3 separate regions of the Mus musculus genome follow, and all the other regions are linked to region 1. A link is a contact called in public Hi-C and Micro-C data. All regions are on one chromosome and are shown on one strand. Each heading gives the region's core, a stretch centred on a gene start, on an enhancer-like site or on the middle of the called end of the contact. The rest is flanking DNA. Distances are from core to core; before and after follow the strand shown.

Evidence for each region. Hi-C and Micro-C count contacts between places; a contact is called where the count stands out from the background.
Region 2: a contact with region 1 is called in a Hi-C map of liver, with 2.2 times the contacts expected there. The contact joins the promoter of Rnf24 here to the enhancer-like site in region 1. A contact is called at or near these places in 2 of 39 promoter capture datasets (liver and macrophages), 1 of 15 datasets of contacts at CTCF or cohesin (CD8 T cells), 19 of 484 Hi-C or Micro-C datasets (ECoMG-derived neutrophils, the P5424 cell line, astrocytes and 9 more), 12 of 115 datasets of contacts at active chromatin or transcription factors (CD8 T cells, bone marrow-derived macrophages, embryonic fibroblasts and 7 more) and 3 of 9 other capture datasets (adipose tissue, liver and pancreatic islet).
Region 3: a contact with region 1 is called in a Micro-C map of brown adipocytes, with 1.8 times the contacts expected there. The contact joins the promoter of Pank2 here to the enhancer-like site in region 1. A contact is called at or near these places in 8 of 39 promoter capture datasets (the 3T3-L1 cell line, 3T3-L1-derived adipocytes, the HPC-7 cell line and 5 more), 7 of 484 Hi-C or Micro-C datasets (Th1 cells, bone marrow-derived macrophages, brown adipocytes and 3 more), 3 of 115 datasets of contacts at active chromatin or transcription factors (double positive thymocytes and embryonic stem cells) and 4 of 9 other capture datasets (adipose tissue, embryonic stem cells, liver and 1 more).

What each region holds. Positions count from the first base shown.
Region 1 is chr2:131,304,897-131,309,461 of GRCm38.p6, reverse strand. Rnf24 (ring finger protein 24) reads left to right here. Exons shown (of 6, transcript NM_178607.4): 3 at 945-987; 4 at 3,769-3,810. Among named protein-coding and RNA genes, the nearest start is that of Mir103-2, 19 kb to the right of the region's middle. Within about 2 kb of position 1,766, at least 8 of the 459 cell types and tissues checked have an H3K27ac peak or open chromatin away from gene starts, as enhancers often do. A contact at or near this core is called in 3T3-L1-derived adipocytes, adipose tissue, brown adipocytes and 2 more, where this site is marked.
Region 2 is chr2:131,350,605-131,355,169 of GRCm38.p6, reverse strand. It overlaps Rnf24 (ring finger protein 24), which reads left to right and starts at 2,278. Exons shown (of 6, transcript NM_178607.4): 1 at 2,278-2,434. It overlaps Gm30590 (a long non-coding RNA gene), which reads right to left and starts at 2,338. Exons shown (of 2, transcript XR_374984.2): 1 at 1,992-2,338.
Region 3 is chr2:131,260,391-131,264,955 of GRCm38.p6, reverse strand. Pank2 (pantothenate kinase 2) reads right to left here and starts at 2,456. Exons shown (of 7, transcript NM_153501.2): 1 at 2,141-2,456. The coding sequence starts at 2,387.

The sequences.
Region 1 (4,565 bases), core at 517-3,016:
ACATGTTGCACGTGGTAGTTGGTAACAGACAGGTGCTGCAGTTCATGGGGAAAGAAGGAACTTGATAAATGTTATAGAGCCAGTAAGAATCAGTTTAGGGATAAAAAGAATCTAAGACCCTACCTTACAATTCACATAAAATAGAGCTCTCAGCCCTTAATGTAGTAGATAAAATAAAACGTGATTTTTCAGAATGTGGGGCATTGTCTTGAGACTGTCTTATGTAGCCCAGGCTGGCCTCAAATTCTCTGTAGCCAAGAATGACCTTAAACTTTTGATCCCTTTACCACTGTCTCCAAGTGCTGGGATATCATGTTTGTCTCCAGACATTGACTTCAGGAGAATTATCCTTTATTCATTCATTCATTCATTCATTCATTTTTGGTTTTTCGGGAGAGAATTATCCTCTTAATCTTTGGCTAAGCAGACATTTCTGAAACTGGATACAAAAAGAATATCCGTTAGGGACTCTGGATTGGAAGAAACCAAATACAAAGGAGAATGCACCAAGCGACCCATGGATGTGAATCTTAAAGCAAGCACAGCTAACCTACATTTGGCCAATTGGGCAGTTCTAAGGGTGGACACTGACTGGGAAAGGTCACTTAGAAGCTTCAGGGATCCTCGGAAGAACCTATATCTTGATGTAGATGAGAATTATTCCTGCAGATGCATTTTTTACATTTCTGAACTATGTACTTAGTTTTTTGCACTTTATTGAATTTGTGTATTAATTTTTTTAATTAAGAAGAATGAGACAAATTAACTATTGAACTAAGACTTTGCTTAACATGAAAAATCTTTATCTTCATTACAATGTTTGATGTATTGAGATTCTTATTTCAATGAGATTTCTCTAGAACTTAAGAGTGGGTACTATCCCATGGTTCAGTGGGAACTCTCTCCAAAATCTCAATATCTCACCATTCATTTGTGTCTTTTAGGCTGAGACATCAAGCACACAAAGAATTTTATGCCTACAAACAGGTGAGAAATTGAATTACAAGTAGCTTTTACTGTGCTTTTCAATAAACTTTGAGACTGAGTTCCATTCATAGTTTAGGCTGGAATTCTCTTACTATGGGTTCATCTTCGCTTTTCCTTTGTCAGTTTATACCACAGAATAGAGCAATTTGATTTTCTAATGTGATCTTTTATTTGAAGCTATAGAAAATTTAGGTGATAGGATAAGATGACGGAATTTCAGCCAGTATTTGTCGAAGAAAAATGTTGTCATCTGTAACACTTCAAGTCACCACTGACTTAATGGAGTGCATATCCCACTGTGTGGGTCTCCTCTTTTATGAACAATAGGGGCTGCCCAGAGGAGCCAGCTGTGTTCCTGTGTTCACTCTTGCCCTTGGGTCAGCAGCCTTTCACCCACATGTTTTTGATCACCCCAGCTTGCTTTGTTGGTGTTGGCATGTTTTGTTGTTTTAAGCAGGATCTTACTAAATGCCCAGGGTTGACCTGGGACCTATTTTGTAGTCCAGGCTGGTCTGAACATGATGCAATCCCCATCACGGCCTTCCAAGTGCTAACAGGCCTGTGTTGCCATGCTGATAGACGCTACCTTTTCTTGAAGCAAAAACAGTAGTTTATACTTCCATGTATCATCTATTAATATTTTACTGCTAACATAATCAAATAGTGGTCCTAGATTTCCCTTAATTTTGGCCCCAAACATGACATTGTTGATGTCCTTAGCTTCTCTGAGACAGTAAGAGAGGTGGCTTCTTTGGCTCTGCTGACTCTGAGGTCACATTTTAGAGTTGTGTGTCCTTCTGTTTGACTGTGTGGAAGTGTTTGAGGGGAACTCATTGTGCACCGTGCATGACTACTGTGGCCTCTGGCGTCTGCCATGTGGGCCTAGCACAGATGAATGCTGAAGTTTCTAAATGAATAAGTCGCCTGTCTCAGTCCTGTCATAATCTTAAGTATCTACAAGACGTTTGGGTATAAGTTAACTATAGAGTAAAACTGGCCTTGATGGTCATTTAATAGGTAGAATTCACGGAGAACTGGTGAGGTGAGGTGAGGTGAGGTGAGGTGAGGTGAGGTGAGGTGAGGTGAGGTGAGGTGAGGTGAAAGGTAACCTAGTCCTGAGATGCGTAAGATTTTAGCACATCATCCTCTGGGTGGACAGCAGCTTGCTTTGTGATTTATGAAAATGCGATTTCCCTTAAATCTTTCCTAAAGATTTATTTATTTATTTTATGTATGTGATATACTGTCCCCCAGATCCCATTACAGATGGTTGTGAGCCACCACGTGGGTGCTGGGAGTTGAACTCAGAACCTCTAGTAGAACAGTCAGTGCTCTTAACTGCTGAGCCATCTCTCCAGCCCCCTTAAATCATTTTCTATTTGAATGTTAAACATCTAGAATTTAAACATTTTAACCAAATTTAACTTCTCTGATTTTCCCCTTTAAGATAAACATAAGCTGGGCAGAGGCAGGCTGATTTCTGAGTTCGAGGCCAGCCTGGTCTACAGAGTGAGTTCCAGGACAGCCAGGGCTATATAGAGAAACCCTGTCGAAAAACAAAAACAAAAACAAAAAAAAAAAGATAAACATAAGTAGAGGCTGTGAAGAGATGGCACAGTGGTTAAGAGCTCTTCTAGAGGTCTTGAGTTCAATTCCCAACAACCACAGGGTGGCTCACAACCATTTATAATGGGATCCAATGCCCTCTTCAGGTGTGTCTGAAGACAGCTACAGTATACTTATATACATAAAATAAATTAATCTTAAAATTTTTTAAAAAATATTTTACATGTACAGGTGTTTTCCCTGCATGTTTGTCGGCACACTGTGTGTTTGCCTGGTGTCCTTAGGCCTAAAGAAGGCATGAGAGAGTCAGATCCTCTGAGACTGGAGTTACAGAGGGTGTGAGCTGCCATGTGGGTGCTGAGAATTGAACCTGGGTCCTCTGAAAAGGAAGTCAGTGTTCTTAACAACTGAAATCTCTCCAGCCTCCAAAATTTTTTTAATGATGTGTATTATGAAATTTTTATTTTTTGATAGAATTTTTTCAATGTTCCGTTCATTTCAGCTGATGTTTGTTACCACACACCCAAAACAGATTTAGGTAAAAATTTTCTGAGGACATTGGCATATAATAATCAAACTTCCAAAATAAAATTTACTTTATATTTAATCTTGTATGAACTACAATTCTCATCAGCCAAAACTACTTTACTGAATATGAGGTTATTGCTTCTACCGAATTTATCTATGTCTTCAAGAAAAGGAAAGTATTGCTCTACTCTCAGAAGTATAGCTGGAAGTGGAACTTAGAAGAGTGTCTGCTAAGCATGCACAAAGACCCGCGTCCAGTCTTCAGCACCACCTAAACAGAGCATGGGGAATCACAGCCATTCAAGAGGTCATGGCAGGAAGATGAGAGGTTAAAAGTCATTATTAGCTACAGAGTGAGTTCAAGATCAGCTTGAGCTCTTTAAAAAATTAACTCAGCTGGTGGTGGCACATGCCTTTAATCCCAGCATTTCTGTGAGAGTGAGGCCAGCCTGGACATCCAAGACAGAGTGAGTTCTAGGACATCCAGGGCTATACAGAAAAAACCCTGTCTTAAAACAACAACAACAAAGGTGGTTTTTCTTAGAATATTTGAAAGACTGTTGTTAATTGTAGTACTCAGAGTCAGATTTCTCTGAGTTTAAGGCTAGCCTGATCTACATAGTGATCTATATAACCTGATTTACTATATATTTACATTGGTGTAAGAACATTTTTTTTCTCTTATAGGTTATATTAAAAGAAAAAGTAAAAGAACTTAATCTACATGAGGTAAGCTGCTTTTATATTTTTATTGTTCCTTGAGCCGTTTTCTAAAACAAGTGGTGTGCTTGAATACCTTCATTTTCAGAAGATGAAAAAGTGGGTATCTTCCTCCTCCCCTCTCCCTGCATCTCTAGTGACTGTGACAATACCATAAGGCACATGGTGTATTATTAATTAGTCCTCCTGGCACTGTGACAAGACACTGGATAGCAACTGACAAAAGAGAGGTTTGTTGTGGCTCCCATTCTGGGTGTCTGTTCATCACAGTGAAGAAGCACTGGCAGTGAGCCAGGCTTAGCCACAGCCCTAGGTGATGAGTGAGCCAGGCCTAGCCACAGCCCTAGGTGATGAGTGAGCCAGGCCTAGCCACAGCCCTAGGTGATGAGTGAGCCAGGCCTAGCCACAGCCCTAGGTGATGAGTGACCCAGGCCTAGCCACAGCCCTAGGTGATGAGTGAGCCAGGCCTAGCCACAGCCCTAGGTGATGAGTGAGCCAGGCCTAGCCACAGCCCTAGGTGATGAGTGAGCCAGGCCTAGCCACAGCCCTAGGTGATGAGTGAGCCAGGCCTAGCCACAGCCCTAGGTGATGAGTGAGCCAGGCCTAGCCACAGCCCTAGGTGATGAGTGACCCAGGCCTAGCCACAGCCCTAGGTGATGAGTGAGCCAGGCCTAGCCACAGCCCTAGGTGATGAGTGAGCCAGGCCTAGCCACAGCCCTAGGTGATGAGTGAGCCAGGCCTAGCCACAGCCCTAGGAGATGAGT
Region 2 (4,565 bases), core at 1,029-3,528, 45 kb before region 1:
GCCTTGGGGTCATAATAGATGTCCTGTTTAGGACTAAGCATCCAATAGTCACTTATTCTTAGTTCTCTGACCACTTATGGATCTCTGCACTAACTGCTGCCACTGCAAACAGAAGGTTCTCTGTCCAATCTTGGGATCAGCACTAATCTATGGTTACACATATAAATATTTAGGATGCAGCTTAACAATATGAACATTTAGCAGAACAACAGTACTTAGATGCCCCTAGGGTCTGTGACCTCCCCAGCCACTTGCTTTTGACCAAGTTTACAGTATCAAGTATGAATTCCTCCCTGTGAGGCAGGCCTCAAGTCCAATCAGAAAGTATTCAGCTAAACCACAATGGTCATTGCTATTGCACCAGTGGGCAGGTCTCGACTGACAGATCAGTGTAGTAGCTCTAATCCTGTTCCCAGCAAGACCATTGTTTCAGTTTGCTCCCCTAGTGCTGTGATAAAACACCATGACCAGAACAACTTGGGCAGGAAAGGGTTTATTTGGCTTACATTTACAGGTAATAAATAGGCCATCATTGAGGGGAGTCAGAAAAGAACTCAAAGGAGGGATTAGAAAGAAAGAGTTGGTGCAGAGGCCATGGAAGGGTGCTGCTTACTGGCTTGCGCCCTATGGCTTGCTCATAGCAACCAGGACCACCTGGCCAGGTGTGATACCACCCACAGTGGTTCATGCCCTCTCATGTCAACCAGTAATCTAGAAAATGTTCTGCAGACTCACCTACAAGCAATCTAATGGAAGCATCTTCTCGATTGAGGCTTCTCTTCCCAGATAGCACTAGCTGTGTGGATATGACATAAAGCTCTAGCCAGTACAACCACTGACATATTTTCCAAAGGAGATTCCTGGTGTGTATAGGTTTACAGTCGGTGGCAGGTGATATGCTTACAAGGGGTGGGTCCTCCCACATCAATCATTAATCAAGCATATGCCCCACAGAGGTGCCTTCAGTCCAGCCTGAAGGAGGTAATTCTTCAACTGGGGTAACCTCTCCCCGGACAACTCTAGTTTGTGCGACACTTCTCTTGAATGCAGTAAAAGAAAGCCTGAGATAGTAATCCAAGCCCTTGAGTATCTTCACTCACGTGGCCTGCAGCTCCGTTGTAGTGTGTCCTGAATATTTCTTTCTTTCTTTTTTTTTTTATTTTGCTTTGCTGCTCCCCCCCCCCCCCTTGCTTTGCTTCAACTAAATTTTCTTGCTACTTTTACACATCGGTGAGAGCTTTTATTTCAATTCCTTGAACAAGAGACCAAGAATATGAAAGCTTTGTACCCTAATGTCGGTACTGATCTGCCTTAGCCTATGTGCCAAGGTGACAGAATTAGGTAGGACTTTTAAGCTGGCAACAACACAGCAGGGATCCTGAGAGCAGAGGTAGAAGGGGGGCGGGGGAAGGAGGGGGAGAGGAGGGAAGAGGAGGGCAGGGGAGAGGTGGGGAGGAGAGAAGGGAAATAGCTCACAGGTGTTGGCCTGATTTGGAGAGAGAGGAAGTTGGGTCGAGGGTCTGTGATTAAACATTCTGAGTCCTTCTTACTTCCCCTTTCCTAGGAAATGTATGGTTTACTAAAGCTGGAGGAATGGGCTGGTGGGCATTTTCCATGATGAATTTAAAGTCACAAACTAGTTATGGTTTATAGAAGGATTGGGGGCGGGGGGGGGGGGGGAAATACCTCCCAGGGAAATGGGAAGTTAAGGGAGGGAGGCCTGAGGTGCGGTACCCACACCCTCTGCTAATCCGTTTTAGCAGTGGTAGCTATGAGAACTCCTGCATGCTTTCGCTGACCTGCTAGAATTTAGGCAAGGGCTCAGTGCTCCCAAATCCTGAGTCAGTTTGTCTGTAGTGTAGAATAGGAGCTGGGGGTCGAGAGTAATGAGTAGATGTAATTAAATAAAGGACACACTGTTTCTTAAATATATTTCCTTCCACTGTCTGTACAGGCGCAGCAGGTGGAAGATCTAACTAGGGGTACCTCACCTTTGAGGACTCTTGGGCCGGATGCTACGAGAAGCGAAGCTTTACTTTTTTAACTCTTACGAACGTCCACATACACGGAAAACACTACACAGCGGAGAAGATATGAACCTTATAGCTGGGCATCACGAATCAATCCTCTAGAGCAGCCAGTAGCCCAGCGGAAGGGACGCCGCGCCTGCGCACTTGCCGACAATGAAGCCGCGCGCCCTCAGTGAGGAGGCGGGACTTGCCCGGGCATCCGGGTCCCACACCCCGCCCCCGCGGCATGAATGAGAGGCGCGGCGCCGCCCCTCCCCCGCCGGGCCCGCCCCTCGCCGGGGCCGCAGCTAAGCAGTCGCTACCGCCAGCTCAGCGGCTCGGACTCACGGACGCGGCTCTAGCAGTTCACCGCAAGAAGCTGACTCCGGGCGCCGCCGCCCGCACGCCCGCTGCCCGTCGCCCGGGTGAGTGAGGGGAGGGCTGGGCCTGAGCGCCGCGCGGCTGAGGCTGAAGCGCAGGCTCCGCAGGTCCGGCTCTGGGATGCTGAGGGCAGCGCGCCGGCCTCGCACCCCCTCCGAGACCGGGGTCCGTGGGTTAGTCCCCACATACAGGCACAAAGGGCGGCGCGGGCTGTCACCCGGAGGTCACCTCGGGCTGGGCCCGGGCGGGGGAGGCGGGATGGGCGGAGGATGGAGGAGCCGCTGCCTCTGCGTCGGTGGTGGGGACCGACGCTGGTCTCGGGGGGTGCGGTGTGGCAGTGGTTTTCTGGTCCCGAGCCACTCCTTCTTTTGTGGTGCTTGTCTCGTGCCTGGTTGTCACACCGTGCAAGGCACACTGAGACCTCTCTGGTTGGCTTATTTATTAATGAAAGTCATATGGCGGCCTCATCATTTGTGGGTGGGGGGCGTGCGTGCACCCACAGGCCAGAGAATTAGTGACCCTGCTTTGTTTCCGGAGACCTTAGTGGTGTGTGTCCTGTGAAATGAGACCGTCTGAGATCGTCGTAAAGGGCAGAAGGAAAAGAGGTGTAAAGATAACTTCATCTTTACCCCTTCGTCTCTGGTGTTATTTCAGATAACAGGTCTTTTGGTGTTTCGTTGTTTCTCATTGTAAAACCAGTGGGTCTGTTCATTGAAAGTGTGAGTCTGCATTCTTATGTCTCTGTATATTTAGAACACTTTCTTTTACGATTAATGGTGATCTATTTACGTAGCGGCGGTACGCCGGCATCCTGAACATTGTTTTCTGGGCTTAGTTCATGATAATAGGTCTTTGTGCTTGTGTACCTATCTATAGGAATACTCCCAATATATCTAGGGCACTGCTTTCCCCACTCTTCCATACAGACAGATTATGTTTCTTGCCTTTCTGCTCTAATAAGAGGTGGTCTAGCAGGTTCTTTCCACCTTCTTGTCAGTCCGGTCGTCGCCCTCCCCGCCCCCGCCCCGCACCCCTTAATGCTTTGGCAAAGGATATTACCTAAATATTACCGTGGTATGCACCCTAGCTTTGATCTGAATTTTTGTGTGTTTGGTTGTGCAGCCTAGCTGAACAGATCATCTTACATGACTTATCAGAAAGCACCCCTTTTTTCCTCCATTGTTTGTCTTCATTCCCCCTCGCCCCTGCTCCTGGTTCCCCCCTTCTCCGTCCCCAAAGAGGCTAGGAAGCGCTGCTGGGTTCCATAGGCTTTAACTTGATAGGGTGTGTTCACTTAGACAGTTAAAAAGAGGTATTTAAGATAGGCAGGTGTGGCCGAAAATGCCTTCTCTGGACTTGGGAGGAAGAGGCAGTAGGATCTCTGTGGTTTCAAGGCCAGTCTGATTTACATAGTAATTTCCAGGCCATAACACAGAATGAGACCTTGTCTCAATAAACAACAAACTTTTCCTTGTTATCTTGTTTTAAGCAAGATTATTTGAATTTTAGAAGATAGTTATTACTCTAGTTGGATAATGATATTTTTGTTTCTTTTTTACCCTTCTAATTTTGTAGAGTGAAAAAGCACATTTTTGAAATATTTTTGTTATGATCTTTTGATTCAAAATAGTGGAGGTAAAAAAAATGCAGTTTATATATGAATAATTGAGTGGGTTCAGTTTTCTTTAAGATTCTCTTCAAGATTACTTATTTTTGAGTCACATATATTTTCATCCCTGGTAAAATTTCAGTACAAAATGACATGTAAACCTCCACAACATCTGTTTATGTATAGACTCTGCCTGAAACATTTGCTTTTAATTTGAAGGAAAGTTTCCACTGGTTGGATGACAATCCATTATTCTTAATGAAATTCTTGCTTTATGCATCTTTCTTTCGTGAACTGTGGGTCACAATCCAATATGGGATTGCATAACTGTGGGAGTCACAAACATTAGCAATCAAAAGTTTCTGAATGTTAAGTGATCAGAAATTAATTCAAGGGACCAAACACGAAGTACTTGCTTAGCATGCACAACACCCTGGATTTGATCCCTTGGACGGAATTAACTAGATTTGCTGGCCCATACCTGTAATCCATCTCCCTTTGGGAGATTGACTATATAGTGAATTTGAGGCCAGTCTGGGATACAAGAGATCCTGACGAGACCCTGC
Region 3 (4,565 bases), core at 1,207-3,706, 45 kb after region 1:
AAAAAGAACAATTCAATAAAACAGTAGATAGAGCCAGGCAGTGATGGTGCATGCCTTTAATCCCAGCACTTGGGAGGCAAAGGCAATCAGATTTCTGAGTTTGAGGCCAGCCTGGTCTACAGAGTGAGTTCCAGGACAGCCAGGGCTACACAGAGAAACTCTGTCTCAAAAATAACAAAAAACAAACAAACAGAAACCAGTAGATAGAAGGAAAAGCACAAAGGCTAAAAAAATTCCTCAATTGCAGAGTAGCTACTTGTCAGTGGGCACCATTCTTTTGGTCAGTGAAACAGACTATCACCACATACCTACCACAGGAGTTCACCAGGCTGAATTGTGCCAGACTAACAACTAATCAAAAACAACACTGCAAATTTGGTGACATAATCATCTACATATGGCTAATTGTCACATTAACCCTCTAACATTGATGCTCAGGTTAATGTAATACAAACCCACAAAGGAACTTCAGGTTTTTCTGTTGCTTAGAAATCAGGTGCTTGATGCACAGCCTATAACTTCAGCACTTGGGAGCTAGAGGAGAAGATATCCTGGAACATGAGATTGTCTTAAAACAAAAACAAAACTCAGGTGCTTGGACTGGAGATACTATATACAGCTCAGAGACAGAACATTTACCACATGTACAAAGCCCTGTGTTCCAACCTACAACTGAAAGAAAGGAGAAAGGGGAAGAGGAGCCTGGCACTGGCACAGTATATACCCAGCACTGAAGGGTCTGCCCTGAGGACGAGGCCAACTTGGGTAATTCATCAGACTGCTCTCAGCCGGGCGTGGTGGCACATGCCTTTAATCCCAGCACTCGGGAGGCAGAGGCAGGCGGATTTCTGAGTTCGAGGCCAGCCTGGTCTACAGAGTGAAGTTCCAGGACAGCCAAGGCTACACAGAGAAACCCTGTCTTGAAAAAAACCAAAAAAAAAAAAAAAACAAACAAACAAAAAACAAAAAAAAAACAAAACAAAACAAAACCTGCCCTCAAGTCTGACAACCTGAGCTCCATCCCCAGGACTGGGCAAAGTTGTCCTCTGACCTACACCAATACAGACACACACGATAAATAAGTGTAATAAGGAAGTTATTTATCAAGCAAACGATTCTACAACAGGAACTCTTTGAAAATCCGTTTTCCTTTTTTCTTTTAGGACAGGGTCTTAAATTTCATATTCCTCTGCCTCCACCTCCCAAGTGGCTGGTATTATAAAATCTCTTACAAGTCGAGAAAAGAAAAAAAAAATATATACATATAGTGATATAAAGTACTAAACATACATACATACATACATCCTCCAAACCTTCCATGGCAAAACAGAGCTACATCCAATCGCTCAAATCATCGATAAAAGCAACTGGGGTGGGGGTGAGCAGGTAGGGCTGGGCGCGGACTATCCAACAGACCTCACACATCAAGCCACTTCCCGTAATTCTCATAGCCTGCCTGCACTCAGCATTTACCTTCCTCATACCGTAATCTGATATCCAGGTCTTAACCACATGTAAAACACAGACAGCTATGCTGAAAAGTTCCTATTACAGTATTAGGACAATTGACACTTTCAGCAGTAGTCGTGGATGCTAGACAACAGCCCTAAAGGCTTTAAAGGGGAGAAAACACACAAGACAAGAAACACAAATTGGTAATAAAATGAGAACCCGATTCTCTGAAAAGAGTAACTCCCTAGGCTTAAGAGTAACTGAGGAACAGGTCGACTCCCTTCCAAAGAAAAGGCTTTACTGCCCAGAATGCTATGGCTGAAACCGGAATTCCCGTGAACTAACGGAAGGGAAACGGGGGAAAACCTCTGGATGCGAGATGACCTGAATTCTCTCGGGAAGAAAACCGAGCAAAGCTTAGAAGCGTATCGAGCCCAGAGTCGAGTTTTGGGCCTGCTGCGCCTCAGGGGCATTTTCTAGCAACCTCCAAATTAATCACCATAGAAAAGGCTTCAGTTGTGAGCGCGATGGATGATTCAAAGGGACTTGGGAGAGGAGGAGCCTTCTCAAGAAAAAAAGAGGGAGTCTCAGGAAAAGAACACCCCAGGGGACAGGGAGGAAGTGGCGGGGAGCCCTCGCGCGGGCACCGCCGGCGCGCAAACAACGACGGCCGTGCCGGGGCACTTACGCGGCCGCCTCTTCCGGAGGCCTTCGGCGCGCGGGCGGCCGGCCGAGGTGGAGCCGCCTAGAGAGCCGGGCCGCTCCCGTCTCACACTCTCCGCCTCCCCGGACCCCGACGGCGCCGCGCTACTCGCCCGGCGCCTCAGCGGGTCCCGCCTCCGCGCTTCCGAGTCCGCAGACTCGCCGACCGCGGCTGAGGTGGCGGCAGCCCTGCCCTGGCGCTCCATAGGCGCGCCAAACCGGCCCGCTCCCATCCGCAACAGCCGCCGCTGCCGCCCGAGCCAGCCCCCCAGCGCCGCCTTGCCGCCTCCGCGCAGCCCGCTGGAGCGCAGGCGCACGCCGGCTGCCGCCTTTTCCGTTGCGCCAACGTGCAGCTAGCCAATCCGAGCTGGCTAGGGGCGGGTTCCAGAGGTCTTGTCCAATAGGCTCCCAGACTCCAGCCGAAGAGACCGCGCCACCATCCAACGACAGGCACTCTGGACGGATGAAGGCGGGGTCAGCGCAGGCTGGGAGCGATCGTGGAGGGGCCCAAAGGATTTGAGTGAGGGGCGCCCTCTCTTGTGCATCCGCGAGAGCGGTGGCCAAGCTGCTCCCCTATTCCCTAGAACTCCAGGGAGTCTACTATCTCTTCTCTGTTCACGAATCACTCCTTCCTCCCGCCCAATAGAGCCCCCGAAGCTACTGAGAAGTGTTAACAGAAGGAAGGACTCTGAGCTGCGACTAACCTTAGCCTTTGTCCCCGGGTCTGGTTCTATAGCTGCAGTAGGAGCCACACTACAGTCCACAAAGTACAAGCACCGTCTCTTCCTTTGTGCTATGACTTCATTCCCAGTACCAGAAGGAATGAAAAGACTGAGGTTTGTCTCCATGACAACTGGCGGGAGGAGGTGGATTCTAAATCCTTCACCTACTCCCCTTCCTGAAGAAGGCAGTATGAAGGCTTGGAAGTTAGGTTGGTTGGGGTTGTTGTTGTTGTTGGGGTTTTTGTTTGTTTGTTTTTCTTTAATGTGTTTGAGCATTTTTCATGCATGTATGTCTGTGACCCTGGTGTGTGCCTGATGGTCGCTGAGGGCAGAAGAAATCGAGGGATTTCCCCATATGGATCCCAGGAATCTAACCCAGACCTCTGCAAGAACAGCAAATGCTCTTAATCACTGAACCATAGCTCCAGACCCCTGGGTTTTTACAGAAGATGGATTTTTTTTTTAAATCGTTTGCCCTTCCCAAGTGCCCTAACCCTTGATATCCCACCCAGATATACCCCTGAAGCATTCCCTCAGTCCCTCAATTTTAAGTGACTGAGGCTTTCTCACAATTTCCTAAGTACCTTTCTTGGGAGGAGATAATGTCCCTTGAATAACAGCCCTCTTACCTTCTAACTTACTCCCTCACTAATAGTTCCGGCCTGAGCTTCTCTTGTGAATGCTGAAAAACACTCCCATACTTGCTCCAAACTAGTACCCCACAGTGTAGAATTAACTCTGGAAACCTTATTTCCTAACTTGAAATTCCAGCTTCCGCAGGAACACACACACACACACACACACACACACACACACACACACTGGATCTAACAAAAATCAGGAATGCCCATAACAGAGTAGGACTGCTCTTCAGAAGACCAGGAATCAATTCCCAGCTTCCACATGGCTCACAACCCTCTGTAACTTCTGGCCATTCCACTCTCTCTTCTGGTCCCCCTAGAGTACCAGGCAGCCACATGCTGAAGTAAGAATGCATGCTGCCAGCCTCTCATGCTGTCTCTGTCCCGTGTGTAGCCATTATACCGACCCAAATCACTGGGCTAGAGCCTGAGGAAAGCTCCTTTTAGGCTTTAAGCTAAAATCTTCAGACATCATTGGAATTCTGAATTATGTGTAAACAATAAAGACAAGATAGATGAGACAAAGTGAGAGCCATCAAAGCCCTACTGCTGAACTTAGCATCCCCCCCCCGCCCCCCACCTCCTAGGGCTGGGCATCCAGCCGGAGTGCATTGGATCTACAAGCCTGAAGTGCTTGCTATCAGAGGAAACTGTGTTCTTGCTCCTGGTGTTATCTGCAGACTGGTTAGCTGACTTTTGCCACCATGCCTGGCAACTGAACACACCTCCCTTCTTGTTGATAAGAACGAGGCCCTCTTAGCTAATCCATCTACATTTGTGGCTGCTGCCCCTGTAATGACAGCCACCACTCCCTGCTCCCGCTCCCACTCCCGCTCCTGTTCCTGCTCCTGCAGCCTCAGCCAAAATCGAAGCCAAGGAAGAATCAAGCCAAGGAAGAATCGGAGGAGTGAATGAATATGGGATTTCAACTAATTACAGAACCTTAACCAATCCAACCAGCTTTATTTGTAAAGTATGGAGATCAAGGCTTAAAGACATTTAGATGATGAGGCGACTTACCTAAAAGCAGATAAATTAAAAAATGACA